3 separate regions of the Sus scrofa genome follow, and regions 1 and 3 are each linked to region 2. A link is a contact called in public HiChIP or PLAC-seq and promoter capture Hi-C data. All regions are on one chromosome and are shown on one strand. The core of a region is the stretch at or near the end of the contact, and the rest is flanking DNA. Distances in the headings are between cores, read along the strand shown.

Region 1 (2,700 bases), core at 183-2,682, 680 kb after region 2:
CCTCGGCGCGAACCAGTGATTTATGTAATGTCCCCACCTGAGAGCGAGGAAAACCTATTAGCAACTGCGTCCCTCGGATCCTGAAGCTCCCTGGAGACCTCACCGTCCCCTTTCCACCCTACCTGGCGGCTCCGCGGCTCCACCACTTGCCAGACTAGGAGGATTAAGTCGGTCTCATCAGAGCCCAGGTCTGGCCCCAGCGCACCGGCCGTAGCCCCGAACAGTACGACTAGGGGTCCAGGCCCGGGTCGGGGGTCGGCAGCGGAGTCTGCTGTGGGGTTCGGGCCTGGGGGCGGTGGCTGGGGTGGCGGCGGAGTCATGGCCGCAGAGGAAGGGGGCGCTCGGCCAGACACACGCGGACCGACGAAGCTCACGCACGCACCGACAGACGGCAGACGCGGATCGGCTTGGGCGGGACACGGTGTGTTGGGGGCGGCACCTGCGGCCCGGCTGGCGCTGTGGGCGCTGCTGAGACCCGCCCGCAGCGCCCGGCGGGGCGGGGCGGCTACCGGCCCCCGCCCTCTCTGGGCGAGATACCTGTCGGCCCTGCGGGCCACGTGACCCGAGGGCGGCCCCCGGAACCGTGGGGGAGGGCCACTAGAACCTAGCCCTGGACGCGCGTGCTCACAGGCCTGGCCTGGGCTAATTCTCAGAACCCGGACTCCCACTCCCCTTAGCAGAACCTGCCTGACTAACGGGGCGACTCCACACTCCGCTCCCACGAGGCTTCCTCCTCACTCCTCCACCAGGAGGCCTTCGCCAAGGGAAGTGCAAAACCAAGGACCTTCTTCAGTCCGTTAGGAGTAGTGAAAATCACCAGGAGGCAGCGTAGAGGCTGAGGGAGTCATGACGGCTGGTCTGGACGGGTAGTAGAAGTCACCCATGGTCACAAGGAGTGGTGAAAATTACCGGGCATCACCCAAAGGCTTGTAGGGGGATCACCATAGGTCGATTGAGGGGGAGGGAAGGGTGTCAGAGAGCACCAAGGAACCCTTGGGATCAGTAGTCAGGGCTTGTCCCTACAGGTGCAAAGGCTGGGCCTTAGCCTGGCTTCAGGAAGGGCCCACGGTGCCAAAGCATGGTTGGAGGTGAGCAGGCCTCGGTGCTGGGGAAGAAAGAAGCGCGTTCCCACCACCTCGGCCCCAGCTCCCAAGAGCGGCACCCCAGACGGCACTGAACCAGAAGCTCCCGACCAGAAGCCTCACTCCTACCCCAGGTGAGGACTGCGACCTGCCGCCTTCCCCCTTGACCACAGGCCTGTTGCCTGGAGATATGAGCGTGCTGGGGCGGGGGGGGGGGGGCAGCGGCAAAAGCGCATTGTGCGCAAAGGGGCTGCAGATCCTCCATCTCTTCTCTCCTCCGGACAGTTCCTGTGGAGGGCTCCCAGCACCCTTTCGCCCAGTCAGGCTTGCTGAGGCTCCTTTATGGTTGAGTCTCCAGGCCGCTCCGGACTTCCCCCGGTTCTCCCATTTATGCGACTCAGAAACTGAAGATGAATCCAGCGGGTAGGAGGGACTCCAGCCCAGCAGAAGCAGACACATAGGGAGGGTTGCCAAGCCCCAGCGGAAGCTGGGGCGAGAGCCACACCTCACTCTTTCGGAGAAACTGGGCGCTGCGTCCAGACCTTCGGACCACTGAGAGAGCGAAGGAGCCCAGCGTAGAGGGGGCGCCTACGAGGCTTTGTCCACTAATTCACACTGCATCGCGTCCCCATTTGACGGATAAGAGACTGAGGCGTCTGGGAGGGTAATGACTCGCGCTGGGACACGGCGGCCAAGAGGGAGAGGGAAGTAGACGGGTCTTCCAGCGGCTTTGGGCAACAAGCACTTCCCCCTGGGATGTACGCGAGTGTCTGCGCTTTACTGCCCTACGCGAGACTGCTACCCGGCGCCTGCACACTTAACCCCACCCCCGCGAAGCGCTAAGCCAATCAGGACCGGAGGGAGGAGGACATGTCGCTCTTCGGGCTCCGCCCTCCTCTAGATAAACCTGGAATGTCAAATATTTGTTCTGTGGTCCGCGCAACAGCGAGGTAAGTTCCCTCCACCCAATCCTGGAGCGCACGTGTGCCCGGCTGAGTCGGCCTTCCTTCAGGCTCTGCCCTTGCAGCTAATTCCACCCCAAAAGCACCCCAGCCTCTCCTAAAACTTCCCTGGCGTACATCGCCCCAGGTTAGGCTCCAGTCTGGGTTCTCCTCCTAGAGGACAGAGCCCTGGCGCCCTTGCTGGGCCATCCAGCTGCTACCTGATCTCAGTCTCGCCCTTTCTGGCGACCCCTATCCATTCAACCTCTAGACCTTCGCGTTAGGCTATTCTTCCTCCAGCGCGGGTCTCAATGAGGAAGCCTCCCCCTTGAGGTGACCTCTTGGCACTTCGGACAGTCCTGAACGCATTTCCATTGGAGATGCATACATGCATGTACAGGTCCCTGCGGGGTAATGAACCCAAGTGTGGGGGGTTTCGGCTCCCCCAAACCCCCGTACACCTGTCTGACCACCCCCACCCACATGGCAATAACCATAACCCATGTTTGGACTCTTTGAAAAACGAAATTCAAATTCATTAAAATAACATTAGGGAATTCCTGTCGTGGTGGAGTGGGAATCAGACTAGGAACCATGAGGTTGCAAGTTCGACCCCTGGCCTGCTTAGCAGGTTAAGGATCCGGTGTTGTGGTGAACTGTGGTGTAGGTTGCAGAGG
Region 2 (2,700 bases), core at 196-2,695:
CACAACCACAGCAACACGCATTTCGAGCCGTGTTTGCGACCTACACCACAGCTCAGGGCAACGCCGGATCCTTAACCCACTGAGCAAGGCCAGGGATCGAACCCACAACCTCATGGTTCCTAGTCAGATTCGTTAACCACTGAGCCACGATGGGAACTCCATGAGTTCACTTCTAACCTCAATAAGTTTATGATGAGAAAATTTTCTCTAGAAGGTGAATCATCTGGCCATTCTCCCCCTCCAGCTACCAACCTGGAGGCTAGCAGTACCTCTGTTCAAGGATATCAGGTAAAAGTCAGGGATGGTAACTCACAGCTCAGCCACTGTGCCCTTCACTACACGTGGGGGAGGGGAATGAAGCAAAGACTGGAATCAGGAACATACCCAGTTCAGTAAATGTGATTCTGTGATTCAGGGATTCAATCCCACTGTGGAACTTTGTGTTCTGAGAAGAAAGGATACCACTCCTGTACTTAGGAATCTTGTCCCAAAAGGTATCTTCGTAGAGGGGGTGAGAATTATTGTCAAATACGTATGTATGAACTTCCAGACTTTCAGGGCTCTCCCAAACATTGCCTTCAGGAGACTGCTCGATGGGAGGAAATTCTCGCTAAGCTGGCTCAGCAATTCCCCAGAAAGGCTCAGTCCCAGGCCAAAGGGAAGACACAATGATCCCAAAGGCCTTGGTGTATGTGTTGGGAGGGAAAGCAGGGGACTTTTCAACTTAGATTCCCCAAGCATTGCCACTAGACAGCTCTCTGGCTACGTCAAAGTAAAGAGGTTTGTATGAGCACATCCCGCATGAAGCAACCACTCCCGAGTGACCCTCTTCCAAACTACAACGCCGGAATAACAGGTTAAGAGGTGGCCCCAGAGGAAACGAACCACTGAAGTTCTTAATGCCGCGTTTGCGTTTAGGCCCACACTGAGCTGCAACTGGAAGTAGATTCCTTTCCGAAACACCCGCCATCACTCCCGGCTTCCCAGTGAGGCCTCTCAGGCCCGGATCCGGTTCCCCGACCTCTCCAGCGCCTTCGAGAACCCCCAGCTTCGCCTCCCACACCTAGGCACCTTCAGGCCGGGGCCCGCCTCCCTGCAGGCCTTTTCGGGCCCGCAGCCCAGCCCCGCGGCTCACCCTCGAGCGTCTCGCACTGCACCAGATTAAGGTAGTCCGCCTGGCTGAGCACTCCGGCCTTCAGGCCGCGCACAAGCCCCTCCAAATAGCCATTGTCCACGTTGAAGTAAAGCTCCGGGAAGAACGACATGGCTGCGTCTGGGGCGGCGGGACCAGAGGACCCGGACCGGACCGGCCGGCACGCAGCACAACTCCAAGATCAGCTGACGCGGCGCCAGCAGTGGACTGTCAAGCTCATCAGGTGACCATAAGGAGGCGGGGCTCTAAGCAGCACCCGATTTCCGGGTGGTTTCGCACGGAACTTCTGCGCAGCCGTGGGCTGGGGGGCCGCCCTCTGGCGCCTGCTCATTGAGGAGCTCTGGCGGGAGCGACTTAAAATGTCCGAGACTAGCCGCGTGGTGGCGCCCGTGGACGCGGGGGCTTGCACTTTATAGTTTCCGAGTCCGGAGCACCTGGTACTGTGGGGGCCCCTTATGCTTGGAAATATTCAGACTGGTGAATTAACCTTCCCCTGAGGGGAACTGGGAAGGGTGGGATTTGCTGGGGGTCACGCGTCGAGTTATCCTTAAGCGGGCCCTGGATCCTAATGGTTTGTTAGCCAGCGGGGAGCGACAGACCCTTTGCAGCGCTGCGACTCTTTCCCCCGCATTTATTATATAAGCTTCTTCTAGGGTTGGAGCACGGTCCTCCTCTGCTTCTCCCAACCGCTCCTGGCACTCTTAAGAGTGTAAGTGACTCATGTTGGAATAGCGCAGGCCCTGGAGTAGGGATGTGTCTGTGGTTTCTTGGCTTAGAGGCACCTTCGCCCCTAACGACCGTCACATTCAAAATAACGCCACAACCCTGGGGTTGGTCCCATACTTTATTGGCGCCCGCCTACCCCCACCCCGACCCCGACGACATTGGCTGGCCAGCTAGGTGCGGCTGCAGGGGTTCGTGGCAGTACCCAGCTTGCGGCAGTAGCAGAAGGCGTTGAAGAAACGGCAGTAGCATGTAGCACATGGGTCGCAGCATGGTACCTGGTGTCCCAGACAGGATTCGTGCAGCCTTACGCAGCGACGTGGGGAGCGTGCCTTGCGTCCTTCAGGATCTAGCACCTACAAGGGTTGGGAAACAAGGACTTCCAAAAGCACATTCATGGAATGCGCCAGATCAAGGCAGGATGGAAGTGGAGCGTGAACGGGATGGTCTGCAGTGTCGCCCCGGGTGAGGGGGTCAGGAAGTGCAGGTAGAGGTGTTTTGTATGTTTGTTTTTCCATTTTTGGTCACCCCAGAGCATATGGAGCTTCCGGTCAGAGATCAGCTCCAAGCCACAGTCTCAGCCTAAGCTGAAGGGATGGCAAGGCCAGATCCTTAACCCACTTGTGCTGGCCGGGGATGAAACCACGTCCCAGCGCTCCCAAGACACCGCCAATCCCGTTGTACCACAGTGGCAACTCCAAGCACAGATAGAGGTTGATGCTTGACACACCCACTCAAGACTTGTGGCCTCAGCCCTTTCCCTGAGCTGTTACCTCTGCCAAGGCCTTGGCCTCGGCCTGCTGCAGCAGAGCCTCTTCTGCCCG
Region 3 (2,700 bases), core at 170-2,669, 530 kb after region 2:
CTTGGGAAGCCTGCAGCCAGGGGGATTATGTACCTTCTCTGAGCTCTTGGCACAGCCCTAATCTCTGCACAGTGATTATAGCTTTGCTGGCCTCCCCTCCCTGATGCCTGAAGGGAGATTAATTTATCTGTGTCCCCAGGACCAGCACAGGTATGAGTACAGAGAACAGGGCAGGAAAAGTTTTATGACCTCAGGGATGAGCCAATCCACGATAAACGTCTCAAGTGCTCTCTCTGCATGATCCCAGTCCTCCTGACCTTAGGCCTAGTTGGGCTCTCCTCAGGGTCCCCTGGTAGCTCAGGTTGCCAGTCCACATATTGAGACATCTCTGCACTCTTCTCCAGGGCCTTTGGGATATGTTTGGGCTCTTGCACCTACACGCAAGCTTCTGAGCCACAGCACCCTGGTTACTCTGGCAGTGCACTTTTAAGGATGCTATGCCCCTCCGGGCCTGGAGCTAGGGGAGTTGGTCTCTGCCACCTCTCCCTGCTCTCGGTCCACCTTGTGCCTAAGTAAACAAGCCAGGCTCTGCGTCCCTGGGCATGGCCTCCACCCCAAGCCCCAGGAGGAGACGTCTTGGATCGTCTCAAGGGAAGACACGCCCGCTGGGGAGAGGCCGAGAGTGAAAACTGTTCTTCAGACAGTGTAATTTCCTCCCCACTAACGCGGTTCGACCAGCACGATCTCTCTGACTTCCGTGGATGTGCGACAAGATGCAGAAGACACGGAGCGCCTTGGGTGGTGCGAGTTCACCACAGGCTTTCCCATTCAGTCTGCCTGACTTCCAGCACGGGACAGACCTTGCTCATGGGGCTTTGCCGAGGCCTCGAACGCGCCGACTGTCCTGGAGGGAGCAGCTGCCAGGTTGGGTGGTGGGGACAGACAAAGACTCATCCAGCGGAGCAATGGCCCCGCCCCCCAGGGGTGGGTCTGTAGCGATGGATAGCTCAGACTTGAGACTCGCGCAACCCAGGTCTCCTCTGGCTCCGCCCCACCTTAGGTGGAAGCTCGATCCAGTCCCTGCCTTCTTCAGATTCCGCCATTGAGCTTGGGGTGAGGGTATGTGACATCCACGTACCCTCCCGGGCGCTGATACCTTCCCCAAACCCAGTCAGCAAGAATAACCCTACAGTTGCTCGTCAATGGAACCATAATCCCAAGGCTCTTGTGCTCCTTCCACGACATGGGGTCTGCCCAATAAGGAAAGGGATCTTCTCCGATTGGCTGGTGGTGGGCCCCTCAATCCAATTACGTTTTGGACCCCATACCGCGGTGCCGGGTCCTATTTCAGAAATAGTTGAAAGAATACAGGCCAAACTACAAGTCCCAAGAGGTAGCAGGGCTAGCTAGCGCTCCTTAGTCACGTGACTTCCTTCTGCGGGACTGAGTCACGCGGTAGGGCAGTGAGAGGGCGGGGCCGTCGGGCTAGCCCGCGAGGCCGGTGGCCTATGGGCTGCCAGGTCAGATGGGCGCTCGGTAGGGGGCGGGGCCGGGCGCGCGGCAAGGCGCGGGAGCGCGCCGGTGGTGGTGGCGGCGGCGGCTGTGGGGGGGGCGGGGAATATCGTCTAAGGCGACCGTGCCAGCTTGGGCACCGACGACTGGCGGTGACGGGGGTTCCTAGGGTGTTTCGGCCCGCGGCCAGTATTAGAGTTCGGAACGAAACGCTCGGCGTCGCGGTCCCCGCCCGGAAAGTTTGCTGTGGAGCTGCGACCTCCTGGCCGGCGCGGCCCGGCATGAAGCGGCGCTGAGGAGCCGCCGCCGCTGCCGCCGCCTGAGGAGGAGCCGCAGCACCCTGGGCCACGCCGATGACTACTGCAAATTGTGGCGCCCCCGACGAGCTCGACTTTAAACTCGTCTTTGGCGAGGACGGGGCGTCGGCGCCGCCACCCCCGGGCTCGCGGCCTGCAGGTGGGTGCCGGGCGGGGCGAGACCGCAGAGCGTCTACTCTTCTCGCTCTCATGAGCTCGTCCCCTCCCTATTCCTTTGGTTGTCCCAGGTCTGGTTGTCGTGTGTGTGTGTGTGTGTTGCTGAGGAGGCGTGTAGGTCGCAGCGACGTGGAAGTGGCCGCAGCTTGGCTGGAAGCAAACTGGAGGGGAACTCGACTCCGGGACGCTGTGGCCCCTGGACGCCCGGGGTTTGGAGTCTGAGGGTCCGGGCTGCTGCCCAAGTGGCGTCTGGTTGTCGCTGCTTTGCCAGCGTGGTGCGGAGGAAATGTCCCTATGAAGTGTAAGCAGGCTTGGTTTTTCGTCTATTCTAGGTTTTAAAAACAATCTTTATTTGAACGATGCGCATTCTGGAAGTGTAGGAGTTCTCTAAAATTCCAGCACATGTCTGTTTAAATCTACTTTGGTAGGAGAGTAATGCCTTAGTGTTAACGTCGACTTGTGCAAGTTTAATATGGCCCACATTTAATTCGAGCTGTAACTATAACGGGACTTTTCTGAAAACGATTTCTTTTCTTGAGCAAAGTGTTTCAGAAAATTTTAAGAAGTGGAGTACCTTGTTCGTAAATCTCCTAGAAAGTTCTGGAAGTACATTTTTATTTTGAGAAAAAGCTCACCTCACAAGATGTTTTAAAGGAGATCATGAATTGTGAAGAGTGGACACCATAATGCTTGGAGGTCAGACCAATCAGGAAATAGAAACAGGATGGCTGGGGACTTGGAGCTCTCCTGTGACCTGGTTTGGAATACTGTGGTT

What was found. Promoter capture Hi-C pulls out the DNA fragments that hold promoters and counts their contacts. HiChIP or PLAC-seq counts read pairs in DNA pulled down with a chosen protein or histone mark.
Region 1: a promoter capture Hi-C map of fetal liver shows a contact between it and region 2, with 4 times the contacts expected there. The contact joins the promoter of ESRP2 here to the promoter of ATP6V0D1 in region 2. A contact is called at or near these places in 1 of 5 promoter capture datasets (fetal liver) and 1 of 2 datasets of contacts at active chromatin or transcription factors (alveolar macrophages).
Region 3: an H3K27ac HiChIP or PLAC-seq map of alveolar macrophages shows a contact between it and region 2. The contact joins the promoter of NFATC3 here to the promoter of ATP6V0D1 in region 2. A contact is called at or near these places in 2 of 5 promoter capture datasets (fetal liver and fetal skeletal muscle) and 1 of 2 datasets of contacts at active chromatin or transcription factors (alveolar macrophages).

What each region holds. Positions count from the first base shown.
Region 1 is chr6:28,812,560-28,815,259 of Sscrofa11.1, forward strand. It overlaps ESRP2 (epithelial splicing regulatory protein 2), which reads right to left and starts at 1,433. Exons shown (of 16, transcript XM_021094132.1): 1 at 1,212-1,433; 2 at 123-858; 3 at 1-37. The coding sequence starts at 320.
Region 2 is chr6:28,130,635-28,133,334 of Sscrofa11.1, forward strand. It overlaps ATP6V0D1 (V-type proton ATPase subunit d 1), which reads right to left and starts at 1,446. Exons shown (of 8, transcript XM_003126946.4): 1 at 1,136-1,446. The coding sequence starts at 1,265. It overlaps AGRP (agouti related neuropeptide), which reads right to left. Exons shown (of 3, transcript NM_001011693.1): 2 at 2,650-2,700; 3 at 2,050-2,232. The coding sequence ends at 2,050.
Region 3 is chr6:28,665,039-28,667,738 of Sscrofa11.1, forward strand. NFATC3 (nuclear factor of activated T-cells, cytoplasmic 3) reads left to right here and starts at 1,420. Exons shown (of 10, transcript XM_021094122.1): 1 at 1,420-1,908. The coding sequence starts at 1,806.